Regions from separate parts of the Arachis hypogaea genome. Here region 1 is linked to region 2. Evidence: chromatin contacts called from public Hi-C data. All regions are on one chromosome and are shown on one strand. Each heading gives the region's core, a stretch centred on a gene start, on an enhancer-like site or on the middle of the called end of the contact. The rest is flanking DNA. Distances are from core to core; before and after follow the strand shown. Region 1 holds the start of LOC112750651 (protein FLOWERING LOCUS D). Region 2 holds the start of LOC112750644 (small ribosomal subunit protein mS80 (rPPR6)).

The links. Hi-C and Micro-C count contacts between places; a contact is called where the count stands out from the background.
Region 1: a contact with region 2 is called in a Hi-C map of leaf, with 4 times the contacts expected there. The contact joins the promoter of LOC112750651 here to the promoter of LOC112750644 in region 2. A contact is called at or near these places in 4 of 8 Hi-C or Micro-C datasets (leaf and an unstated tissue).

What each region holds. Positions count from the first base shown.
Region 1 is chr15:129,098,087-129,104,972 of arahy.Tifrunner.gnm2.J5K5, reverse strand. LOC112750651 (protein FLOWERING LOCUS D) reads right to left here and starts at 1,254. Exons shown (of 7, transcript XR_003175951.3): 1 at 1-1,254. LOC140179316 reads right to left here. Exons shown (of 4, transcript XM_072218040.1): 3 at 6,599-6,709; 4 at 5,771-6,489. The coding sequence ends at 5,771.
Region 2 is chr15:128,580,899-128,587,126 of arahy.Tifrunner.gnm2.J5K5, reverse strand. It overlaps LOC112750644 (small ribosomal subunit protein mS80 (rPPR6)), which reads left to right and starts at 2,707. Exons shown (of 3, transcript XR_011872233.1): 1 at 2,707-4,584.

The sequences.
Region 1 (6,886 bases), core at 5-2,504, 520 kb before region 2:
CCTTGCCACAATGCCAAGAGGATTCCCTAAGGTACCAGTTAAAACACTCCCGCCCAAATCCGCAGCTGCACACACCCTATTCCCTCCCTCCATCTTCTTCGTATAAACTCGTCCGCCGGCGCGCTTCCTCCCTTCCAAGACCGTTACTTTAAAGCCAAACCGCATCAGCTGCCTAGCAGCCGCCAATCCGGCCAGGCCAGCGCCGATGATGATCACGCTCGGTTTACTCATTTCCAACGGAATTTTTTCCTTAATTAAGGGTGCAACTCCAAAATTGATGTATCCATGCGAGACGAGGTAGTTATAAGCGGAGTCAAGAAGAGCGTGATAATGCTGAGGTATGTAGTCAACGAACATCTCCTTCGTGACCCACTGGGACACATTCTCGCGCCATTTGGCAATTATATGGTTCCTAATGAGAGTGTAGTTCACTTGCTCTATCCCTCCGATGACCGGGAGAACCCCCGCTTCGATCTCCTCCTCGGTTAGCGAATCGGCTGGAAACCCGGCGCTGAGGGCAATCAAGGCTTCAGTCTTCGGCTCCTTGTTGATCACAATAATCTCATCGGAATTGTCAGGCACCGAGTACTGCATCGACATTGACAGCGGCGGGGGCGGCGGGTTTCCGATGACGACTTTCGACAAAGGAGCCGAAACGGGGACTGCCGCAGCGGAAGACGAGAAACCGTTGTTGTTGTTAGAATTGGAAGCGTCATTGGGGTTGAGAGGGATGCGAAACAACGCCGGGTTGCGTTGGGACCTGCCGCGCCTCCTCTTCTTCGGGACGGTGAAGGAAAGATAGTTGTGCAAGTTAGGGTTAGGGTTTTCAGCCCAGTTTGGGAAAGAATCGGAGTTGGGATCCAAAAAAACGATAGGGTTAGGGTTTTGTTGAGGAGGCAACTGGGTCTGGGATGGGGGGAAGGAAGAAAATTCGGATGGGGAATCCATCTCGTAGTGCTATAATTTTAATTTAAGGTTTTTATTTTTTCTTATTTTTTTCTTCCTCTTCCAAAGATGGACGAATTTCACAGATAATGGAAATAAAAGTGTTGTTTCATGTTTGTGACCGAAATTCCAGTATCCACGTAGCTCAATAGCTCATCCGTATGCCGTCACCATTGTTCAATGTCTGACGGACCAACGGCGGTTCAAACACTGGAAACGCCACTGGGCACGGAGATGGATTTTTAACTCGTAAATAATCGCTATCTATTTTTATCTATCTATTTATTATATTGCAAAACAGTAACACCCTTCACATATTTCAACACCTGTCTATTTTTCAACTGTTTTTGGCATTTCTCCAATTGACACGTGTCTTTATTTCTATTAAAATTACAATCATATTCTATATATACATTGGTAATTACACCCTACTCCTTTTTCATTGTTGCAAGGTTCTTTTGTTCTTGTTCGGTTGGTCGGATGCCAAACGGACCGGGTGGATTAAATGGGTGATTGACGAAGGGAATTCGGCTTTGTTGATAGTGAGCGGACGGATCTTTTGGACTGTGGACTAGGAGGGAGGAGAGTCAGACATCACAACCTCGCGAGCAGTTGTGTTTAGAAGGGGGGAGCCACTTGCAAAAAGGATTTCGACGCTCAAGTCAGAGACCGTATAAGTGGCAGTGAGAGTTAAGGGATAGTGACGTACTGTGGGGGAGGGGTAGGGCCCTCCCATATATACCCTGTCAGTGAGGTGGGTCCCACGAGGACAGTCCCACCTTCTTGGAAGCTTCCTTCCCCAGCTGTCTTGTGATGGGTTACAGGTGGACAGGTGTCCGAGTCAGTTCCCCGGTTCGGGTCCGATGTCACAGTTGGGTCGGACGCACGGATCGGGGCGTTATGCTAGCCGGGCCGGGCCGTAACAGTGCCCCCAACGCGCCAGCTAGGGCCGGGAGTACCGTTGTTGGCGCGTTCTGAGCCTTTTGTTTCGTCGTGGGGTCGGTCGCTCGTAATTGGGACGTGTCTCTTATGCGCGAGATAGCTTCGTCGATTTGGGGAATCGCCGCTTGTTGCCTCGTTATCCGCGACTGCCATTAAGTGCATTTATGGGTGATTTGAAAGCATGGGAAAAAGTCCATTTTGTCCCTGTCTTTCGCGATTCTCCATTGTAGTTACACTTCGCTTTGTTTTTCCTTTCCTTGCCTTATTACTTCAGTTTGTCACTCCCAAATATCTGTTACGCATTCCTCCTTTCCTTTCCACATTTTCTGAAGTTCTTCGTTCTCAATCGCCCCTGATTCGTCCAAATCTCTGCAGTACTCCCCAGCTTCTTTCGATTATCATCATCCTGGTAAGTCTTTCTTTGCCTTTGATGCTTTTTGATATTGTTGCACTTGTATACTGCATGTTTTCCCCGTTCGCGTTTATTTGGATTAGATGTTGGTCTTGCATGCTTGGTAGCGATAGGCAGAAGTTAGGGGGGTTGCCATTTAGGTTTGCGATTTCTGATCTTTAGGTGGCTGTAGATTTATCCTTTCTTTAACTGCAAATAAGCTTACTGTAGCGTTTAGTGCGAGTAGCATTAGTTTAATCTTCTTAGGTTTCCCGACTTCCCGGCCTGGCAGTCTAACTTTGTGGTGCCCCCACCGTAGGTATGGCGCAACTTCCCCTCCCGAGACCCCCTGTCGACAGATATGTGTGGGTTACTTCCAATGTGAAGCGAACCCCTTCGCAAATGACATTAGAGGAGTTCACGGAGTTCCGTGTCCGCGACCAGCTTTGTGGGGGCGATGATGAGGAGGCGCGCTACGAAGCCTTTGTTCCCGCCGCTCATGAATGCCTATGCCAACTCAACCTTAATACGCCCCGAATTGCCGACTGGATGTGGCTGTATGAGGCGATGTTCACTGTCTTGGGGGTTCGCATCCCCTTCTCCCCCTTCCAGATGGCACTCTTAAACCGGTGCGACGTGGCCCCGTCGCAGTTGCACCCGAACAGTTGAGCCGCAATTCGGTGTTTCCAAATGACGTGTGAATACCTAGACTTGCCGGCCTCGGTGGAGGTTTTCTCTAGTTATTTGTTTTAATGAATCCTTCTAAAGAGGGGAGGTACAAGAAGGGGTTCATGTCCTTCCGGGCTGCTCGGGGGAGAGGCGAATCTTCGGAACTTTTGAAGATTCATTTCACGTCCTTAAGGACAAGTTCTTCAAGGTCCGGCCTGCCGAGAGAGTGCATCCTTTCTGGCTAACCTTGGAGGGTGAGCGGTGGATCCCGACTTACTGGAGCTTCGGGGCCGGGTCTAATGCTTTTACCAAGGTAACCTACAAGGGCCTGACCTAGCAGGACAAAAACATCGCCGATGTGTTGCTGGCCATCTTTAATAAAAGTAATCTGAATCCTCATCTCTTAATGGGTGATCGGGAGACGAGTAGGAGTTATGTGGGTAAGTGGTCGTTTGGTAGTGTTGTCCCCCTCCCCCTCTTCTTTTATATATATATATATGTACCGGTCTAACGAGTTGTTCTATTGATTGCAGTAAGCATGGCTACCGAGCGCACTGGCCTTGAGGATTTAATGGCCCAATCCCTCCCTGAAGTGAGTGATGATAACTCTGCTACGCATTTTGTCGAGCAGGAGGCCTCCCCTCATGCCGAGGTGCACTCAACTCCGTCTTCACCACCAAAATCTGCCGAGCCAATGGTTACAACTGGACCGAGCAGCAGTGGCGTGGTTCCTCATGAGGCCGAGCCGATTGTAGAGGGTCCCGATGTCACGATCATCGAGAACCCTCACAAACGGAAGCCGGCCTCCAGTCCCGAGGGCTCACTCACTGTGATGGAGAAAAATTTCGATGCTGGCGGCTTTATTGATTCTCAGCTCGTGCTTGGTACAGACGAGTTCTTTCATGATGGGGATTTTGGTGCTCAGGCTCGCTGGATGTACCGGTGTATGTTGAGGGCAGCTACAATTGCTAGGAAAGCTGAGCCTCTTCTGACTCGGGCTGGGACTTTGGACGGAAAGTATCGTCAATCCGTTCGGGAGGTCGAGAGCTTGAAGTCGGAAGTTAAGACTTTGAAGGAAAAGTTAGCTGAGTCGGAGGGGAAGGTGAAAACCTCCGACGTGACGGTCGCCTGACTTCTTGAGTGGGAGATGACACTGGAGTCCCAGCTCAACGCCACTCGCTGTGAGACTTTTGCGGCTCAGACTAAGATTACGGCTCTTGAAGCCAAGCTCGAAGAGGTCGAGAAGTTGGCCAAGAGTGCCAAGGAACAGGCTACCGGTCTAAAGGAGGAGGTCACCGTTTTGAAGAAGAAAAATAAGGATACAGTGAAGAAGGCCAAGGAGGTGATAAATGGCACCGAGGAGGCGATTAAAGCCCAAGTCAAGCTGCTTTCTCCCGACTTCGACACTTCTACAATTGGAGCGTTCAAGACTATTCGGGATGGTCAGATTGTTGACATCCCGAGGAAGTGATTTACCTTTGTGTTTTTGTTTTGACTTGTAATATTTTGTGTAGACTTTTGAACTCTTGTTTAATGGACTGGTTTACCGCTTTGTCGGTAGCCATTGTATTGCATTTTTACCGTTTCATAGGTAATTGACTATTTATTTGCACTTGTTTACCGTTTTGTTGGTAATTAAAGAAGCCGGGTCGTGGCTTTTTTGTTTAAGCATCCGAATTTTGGCTTTGTTTAATAGCCGTTTGTCGTAGTGTTCGCGACTTCAATGGTTCCCGGGGTGATCAGTCCCGGGGTGCCGTATCATTATTGACTTAACTTATTTCGCTGGGCAAGGTAATTTGACAATTTTGAACAGTGTATCAAAATTTTAAACAAGAAGTTTGAAATAAGGGGAGACAATCAGTGTAGTAAATTGTCATCTATATAAACAATTAGTAGGGAGTAAACTGAACATAAAGTAATATGGGTCTTACTAAACCAGCTACACCGGCAGGCCGCCTGCTCGCTGGGTGTGCTTCGATTTCTAGGAATAGAATCTTCTTAGGTTTCTTGCGTTCCAGGTTTTGGGAACTTCCTTGCCGTCTAGTTGTTCCAACTTATGGGCACCATTGCCGAGTACCTCCTTCACCCTGTACGGACCTTCCCAATTTGCCGCCAACTTTCCTTCCCCTGCTGTCGGGAGTCCGACGTCGTTGCGTCGCAAGACTAGGTCGCTCGGCTCAAAATCTCTCTTTAGTACTTTGGCGTTGTAACGCAAGGCCATCCTTTGTTTCAACACCGTCTCCGACAAGTGGGCCATCTCTCTAGTATCATCCACTAAGTCTTTTTCTACAGCCTCTTTGACTCCTCCCAAAAGTAGTCGTAAGCTCGGTTCCCCAATCTCCACGGGTATTATTGTGTCGACCCTATAAATGAGCCGAAAGGGCGTTTCTCCGGTAGATGACTGCTGTGTTGTGCGATAGGACCAGAGGACCGATGCCAGCTCGTCTGCCCAGGCTCCCTTCTTCTGGTCAAGTCACTTCTTGAGACCTTGTAGGATAACCTTGTTCGCTGCTTCGACTTGTCCGTTAGTTTGGGGGTGTTCGACAGACGAGAACTTCTACTTTATCCCTAAGCCGGCAAGAAACTCCCGAACATTTTATCGACGAACTGTGTCCCGTTGTCCGAGATGACGACCTCTGGGATTCCAAATCTAGCTATTACTTGCCTCCACATGAACTTTCGGCAGTTTGCCGAGGATATACTGGCCAATGGCTCGGCCTCCACCCACTTTGTGTAATAATCGATGGCGACAATTAGGTATTTGACCTGCTCCGGCCCAACCGAAAAGGGTCCTAGCAAGTCCACGCCCCATTGGGAGAATGGTCAGGAGGCCATCAGTAAGCTTAGTTCTGCTGCCGGTGCTTTGTGGAAGTTGGCATTTTCCTGGCACCTTCTGCACTTTCTCACAAACTCTTTGGAATCCGACATCATGGAGGGCCAATAGTATCCGGCTCTGACGAGCTTCTGGGCTAAGGCCTTTCCTCTGATGTGATGGCCGTAACACCATTCGTGGACTTCGGGTAAAACGTAGTCCGTCTGGTCGGGGCATAGGCACTTCAGTAGGGGTTGGTTCAGCCCTTTTTTAAATAGCTGGCCCTGTATTGTCGTATACTTAGTAGCTTCTCTTCTAAGCGCCTTCGCCTTCTTGTCATCATCAGGGAGCTTACCCCCTTCCAAGAAATCAATGATTGGATCCAGCCAGGAGAGAGGGTTGGTTGCCTGTATTATATGCAGGGTTACCGTTGGTTCCTTCACTAAACCTTGAATCAGAGATCGATTTCCCGTTCCTGGCTTTGTGCTTGCCAGCTTTGATAGGAGGTCAGCTCGGGTGTTCCTCTCTCTCGAAATGTGCTGTACCGTGACCTCGTCAAACTCCTCGCTCAGCTTTTTGACCTTCTCCAAATATTTATGCAGCAGTGAATCTCTGGCCTGATATGTTCCATTAATCTGTGATGTGACGACCTGATAGTCGCTGCATACATCCACTCTGGTGGTCCCGGCCTCTCTTGCCAAGATTAAGCCGCCAAGAAAGACCTTGTATTCTGCTTGATTATTGGACACCGGGAACTCAAACTTGACCGATTGCTCATATACGACTCCCGTTGGGCTTTCTAGGAAGATTCATGCTCCTCCGGATGTTTGGTTGGAGACTCCGTCCACATGGAGTCTCCACCGTGTGCTCGACGTCTCGGGAGGGTTTCCCGTTACTTCTACCAGAAAATCGGCCATAGCCTGGGCCTTGATTGCGTGTCTGGGTTCGAACTGTAAGTCATATTGAGACAGTTCGATTGCCTAGGTCATAATCCGGACCGTAAGGTCGGGTTTTTGCAGCACTTGGCGGATCGCTTCGTCCGTCCTGACGATTATCTGGTGTCCTTGGAAGTACTATCACAGCCTACAAGAGGAGGTCAGGAGGGCGTATGCCAGCTTTTCCAGCTT
Region 2 (6,228 bases), core at 1,458-3,957:
ATTTTTTGTATTTATTTATTTTATATTTTTTAGAACAAAAAATTTCTACCTTTATATAGTAAAATATGTGATAATCTTCTTAATATATATATTAGGGGTGGCAAAACAGGTTGAGTCCGTCGGGCCGACCCGTCGAATGAAAAACTCTACTTTTATATATATATATATATATATATATATATATATATATATATATATATATATATATATATATATATATATATATATATATGTGTGTGTGTTATAATAAGAAGATTATCACATATTTTACTATATAAAAGTAGAGTTTTTCGTTCTAAAAAATATAAAATGAATAAATACAAGAAGTATAAGTTTTAATAAATAATTATTTTATATTTTCGTTCTAAATAAAATTTTAATTATTTTATATTTTTATGTTATAGTTTAAAATATTATTTTAATATAATTTTTTAATATTATAAAAAATTTTTGTATAATAATTAATTTTAATAAATAAAAAATACTCAAATATTTTATATTTATATATTTTATATTTAATTATTTAAGAATAAAAGATTCTCTTGCCGTTTAAAGTATTGTGTATTAAAGTATTGTCATTTAAAACATTTATTTATGTATTAGGATATTCTATATTTATCAGAGTCCATCAATGCTCTTCTTTTATATTAGTCTTTGATTTTCATCTAATAAAATCTAATGGTCTATATGAGTGTGGCTTATTTAATAAGTACATAATTGTTGAGCTCATTTTAGACATACCCAACATTTAGGGTTCGTTTTGAAAAGTTTTAAAAGTAAATTTTTTTGAGTTTTAACTTATAAAGAATAGTAATATTAATGTCTGGTGCAATTTTTAAAACAAAATTACAATATTCTAAAAAATTATTTAAAAACTTATAAAACATTTTAAAAAAATGACTTCTCATAATATTACTAATTTTATAACTTTTTTATAAAATATATATTTTTAAAATTAAAAATCTAAACATAAAATAATTTATTTATAAGCTATTTTTATTATAATCATTTATTGTTAAACTATTTTTTAAAAAATAATTTGATTAAACTTTTTATCAAAACTGGCATTGGAAGATTGGAAGAATTTGGGGAGAGAGAGTTTTTACGGATGATGCAACGGAAGAAAACAGTTCTTTTAGTGTTTCTAGAATATCGGCGGATAGCTTTCAGTGGAAACCAATTCAAGAATGGCTCTCTAAAAAGGCAAATGGTTCTGAGTATTAAAGTATTTGCCAAGGAGTTTAGTCGAGAAATATACAGTGCACAAGTGCATCCGGGGATGATCTAGTGTGTGATGGGGAGCGTCTGGAGGAGTGTGATACCAGTCGGAAGAAGCAATTTGAGGTTGAAAAAACCAGGGAGTTGAAGACGATGAATTCAAAGGTACCTTTCTATGTATATATATATATATTTTTTTTTAAGAAGGAAATGGAAGGGATTATTCATGGAACCCACTGGGAGAAGAATTAATGGAGAAAAATTACGATGGCGAAGGGGGACTTTGGTTCTAGTGCATGCTGTGATTGTGTTTATTTTCTCCAAATATAATGCAACGAGATTCAATGGAGTAATAAGGAGATGGAGAGAGGTTATGATAACATAGAGATGTGGATGTTTAGAAATAAATATTATGAGTTGAATAAAAATGTAGAGGAGTGTGGTATGTTGTTGGGTTGCGGTGGTGAAGAGATTCGAGTGGAATTATCTGATGGGTCCATCGCTTTCTCATGTCCTTATCTACTAGTATTTGGGCCATTCACTACAAATAACCATGTGCATCACGAGGTGAACTCAGCCTCTAGCCCTCTATGTATTAATGAGAGACGTCTTCAAGGTCGGATGAGATAGAGGAGCATAGTGAATCTAACACACAACAAAAGAAGAAAGAGGATGAACACTCATTTTATGAGGAAGCAATGATCACAAAGAGAGTTTGTGATGAGGCGAGTATGATATTTGATGAGTTGGAAGAGGATCTAGTTCTACAGTATGTTGCAAAAGCAGAAAATCAAAAGAAAGACAACACATGTAATCTAAGGCCAAGGAGAAAAAAGGGTCAAACAAGAGTTCAAGGGAAGCAGAGATGAGAAAGTCAAGGAGTACAACACACAAAATATTCAACGAAAGATCAGGTGGATAACATACATCGAGGTGAACTAATAGCAAGAGGTAGATATTTAGTTATATTTTATGTTGTCTTTGTTGCATGTTTGATGTTATATTTCTTTGGATTTTATTTTGATCTTTGTGTTTTCTTCGTTTACATGTTATTTAGATGTAATTATGTATGTTGATAGATGGTTATTTTGTAAGTCACTCACCTTTTTTGTTAGGACCTTTGTAAGTTTGAAATATAAAAAAAATGCTTACAAAATTGTATAAAAATTTTATTTTTAAAGTTTTTTTTGAAAAAAAATTTAATATTTAACATTTTTGCCATATTTTTAAATATTTTACGAGTTTATTTATTATTTGTATATGTTAAAGTTATTTTTATTAATGACGTAAACTTTTAGCTACATTGTTTTTTTTTTGGCGTACAACTTTTAGCTACATTTTGATACTCCAATATTTTTATTTATTCTTGTCCAGCTGGCCATTTACTGCCCAATTGTCTGATTTGCACTGTACTTGGGCTAGGCCCATAATGGGATAACTGAGTAATATTAAATAAGAAGCCACGAGTTCCCTGACAAAAATAAAGAAGCCACGAATTCGACCCAAAAAAAAAAAGAAACCAAATTAAAAAAAAATGTCCCCCAACCAAAAATTTTAAACAATGTCGCAGTCGCAGCATCCTAAAACCCCCGAAAGCCGCTGCATCTGAAGAGTGAAGAAGAAGGTGGAGGAGGAAGAAAGAAGAGAAAGAGATGTCATCGTGGAGATTGATCCTCGCAAGAAATGCTGCTGCACGCAACTGCATCATTGCGTCGCGAATCCCTAACTTCCCTCTCTCACAATCTTGCATACCCACCCAACCTCCATTAAAACCCCAACCAACTCCTCCCTCCTCCACCGCCTCTCCCCGTTCCGTTTCCCGTTTCTTCCTTCCCAATGACCTCCGTTTCTTCTCTCCTCAAACGGACATCACCTTCGACGACGACCGTCCGCAAAACGACGCCGTTCCGCTCTGCAATGAGACTGAACCACAAGAAGCCGCATTAGAAGAAGGAGAAGGACAACTAGAAATAGAAGAAGAGATTCACGATATCAACGACGAGAGATTAGAATCCCTGCGGGTTCTTCTACAAAGTAATGGCGACAGGTCGTTTGAGTCATCTCTTAACGACATGTGTTTAGCTCTGGATCATAACTCCGTCGCCAGAATAATTGAAATCCCGTCCGTTTCGGGCGAGAATCTCGTTAGGTTTTTTAACTGGGCCCGGAACGACAAGTCGTTTAAGGTATCCCCCTCTGCGTTGGAAACAGTGGTGTCAAAGGTGTGCCAAGGTATGAAGAAGAAAGAGATATACTCTCTGTGGGATTTGGTTCGGCATATTGGTGAGGAAGAGAAGGGTGTACTGAACGTAGGGATTCTCAACGAGTTGATATCTTCGCTGTCGAAATTGGGAAAAGGAAAGGCTGCACTCGAGGTCTTTGATAAATTGGAGGATTTCGAAATTGTGCCGAATGCTGACAGTTATTACTTCACGGTCGAAGCTCTTTGCCGGCGGAAAGCTTTCGATTTGGCTTGGTCCGTGTGTCGAAAGATGATTGATTCACAGATGGTGCTGGAAGATGTAGAGAAAATTGGTAGCATGGTGTCTTGGTTTTGTAAGGGGAAAATGGCCAGAGAAGCACATGAAGTGTATATGGCAATGGAAGAGAAAAGGAAGCAGTTACCTTTGTCTTGTATTAGCTTCTTGGTTGGCAAATTGTGTCAAGAGAATGAGACTGTTGGATTGGCTTTGAAGGTGTTGGCGGATATACAAGGAGAGAGGAGGCACCGTGCGATAAAGCCTTTTTCCGCAGTGGTTAGAGCTTTGTGTAGGATTAAGGATCTTGATGCAGCAAAGAAGTTGGTGTTGGAAATGATTGCAGATGGTCCACCTCCTGGAAATGCTGTTTTCAACTTTGTGATTACTGGATATTGCAAAGTTGGGGAGATGGGACAAGCTGTGGAGATGATGAAGCTCTTGGAGAGTAGGGGTTTGAAGCCGGATCTGTACGCTTATGCTGTTCTTATGAGTGGCTATTCAAATGGTGGTGAGATGGAAGAGTCTAGGAACATATTGGAAGAGGCTAAAAAGAAGCATCCTAAGTTAACCCCTGTGATGTATCACACACTAGTTCGTGGATATTGTAAGTTGGAACAGTTTGATAAGGCTTTGGAGTTGTTGACTGAGATGAAGGATTTTGGCATCCGCCCTAGTGCAGATGAATACGAGAAGCTGATCCAGTCGCTATGTTTGAAGGCTTTGGATTGGGAAATGGCGGAAAAACTACAGGAGGAAATGAAAGAGAATGGGTTGCATCTCAAGGGTATCACTAGGGCCTTGATTAGGGCCGTCAAGGAGATGGAAAAGGAAGTTTTGGAGGCTGGAAACTCTGGTTCAGCAGCATAATCATTGGCGCTTTTTTGAGGTAGCATGAAACAATGTCTAATATTTGTAATTCTTTTCTTATTAGCAATTTCCTCATCACATGTTGTGGCAGCAGGTTGCAATCTTAATGCAAAAAAACAATTCAGAGCATAAAAGTTCAGAAGTAATGGTTGGTAGTGAACTGAATTTGATGTGTTAACTTTACTTGCATGGCCTTTTTCAAGCAGGTGCTTAGTTTTCTACGCTTCCGTTCCTTGTTTCACCATAATGATGTAAAAAATTGGAAACTAACATTTTACGGCCAACAATTTGCCGACATTTATCTTTCCTTTTAAATTTCTCCTTCTTTCTCTTAACATTTGTCAATCCACTACCTGGCTAATTGTTAGTTAAAAAAAAGTTGGTTACCTAAACTGTTATTTTTGTTTCCCTTATACACGATATAATTGTGTTTTAAAAGATGCTTGACATCTTGAACTATTTCATGTGTGTGTGATTTACTACAATTGAATAATACAATTATCTGAATTCTTTTTTTAATCCTTAACACTGAATATTTTATTTCTATAGTAATTTCACTCCGGATTTTCAGAACTTAGGAATGCACCCTAGTTTAGGCTTATATCCCAAGTACAAAATATGAGTATCTCCTTCCCGTAGAAGTGTATTTGGTTACTAAGATAGGAAAATAAATTGCTGCATGAATAGCTTTTGGAAACAAAGGATAGAAATGGTTTCATAACAAGGAAGGCAGGGAGGAATATGGTGCTGTATTGATGCTAAATTATATTGAAATGGAAATTGAATGTTTCAACTTCCAAATTCCAACTACTATTTGTATTTAAAACTGTAGAGGTTATGCCAATTGTGTCTAAAACTTGAAATATTATTTGCTTTAGATAACGAGTGTTTTCAATAGATGCTGCTTTGTAGTTTCTTTTAAAATGACTAGTATGTTTCTTTTTTAGTTTATGTTTTTTGAGGACTCTGATTCTAAGTTTCTGGTTTGAATTTTGAATGTGTCTATTTGAGGATTCATGTTTAAATAAAATCGGAAAATTACGAAGGATTAAGATGATGTGGTATTTGTCTTGAGTTGCTAACTAGAGATCTTGTTAGTTTGTTGAATGGCTTCCAATATTCTTAATGAAATTATTATATATATGTTACATACTAACAACAAAACTAAGATGGAATAGGAATTTGGTAGGGGATAGACAACCTGCTACTTGTTACTAGGATCTGATTCCGCAAGTGAAAAAATTAATTGACCTTGATTAGTACAATAGTTATCCAAGTCTATAATCCTGCAAGCGAGTAATACATAGCTATTTCTCATATTTTAGAAGGTTGAAATGGTGGTGTGTTGTTGGCTGTTTGTCTCATTGTCAAATTTCAATAGTGTTCTTGTTATTGCCGGCATTAACTGCTATAGCTATACTATACTTGACTCCTGACCAAAAAAATAAAATAAAAAAGATGTTAGTTTTTTATTGTCTGTAATAGTCCTATTTGTAAAGCTATCCGTACTTGCTATAGCTATACTATACTTGGTTTATGTACATGTTTTGTGTAAAGCTATCTCTCTATGGTGTATTCAAGGGAGAGTATAAGTGATGAATTCTTGGGATTGAAAAGGAAACATGTCTTGTATTGACAGCAAGTCAGTAACCATTCCTCAATA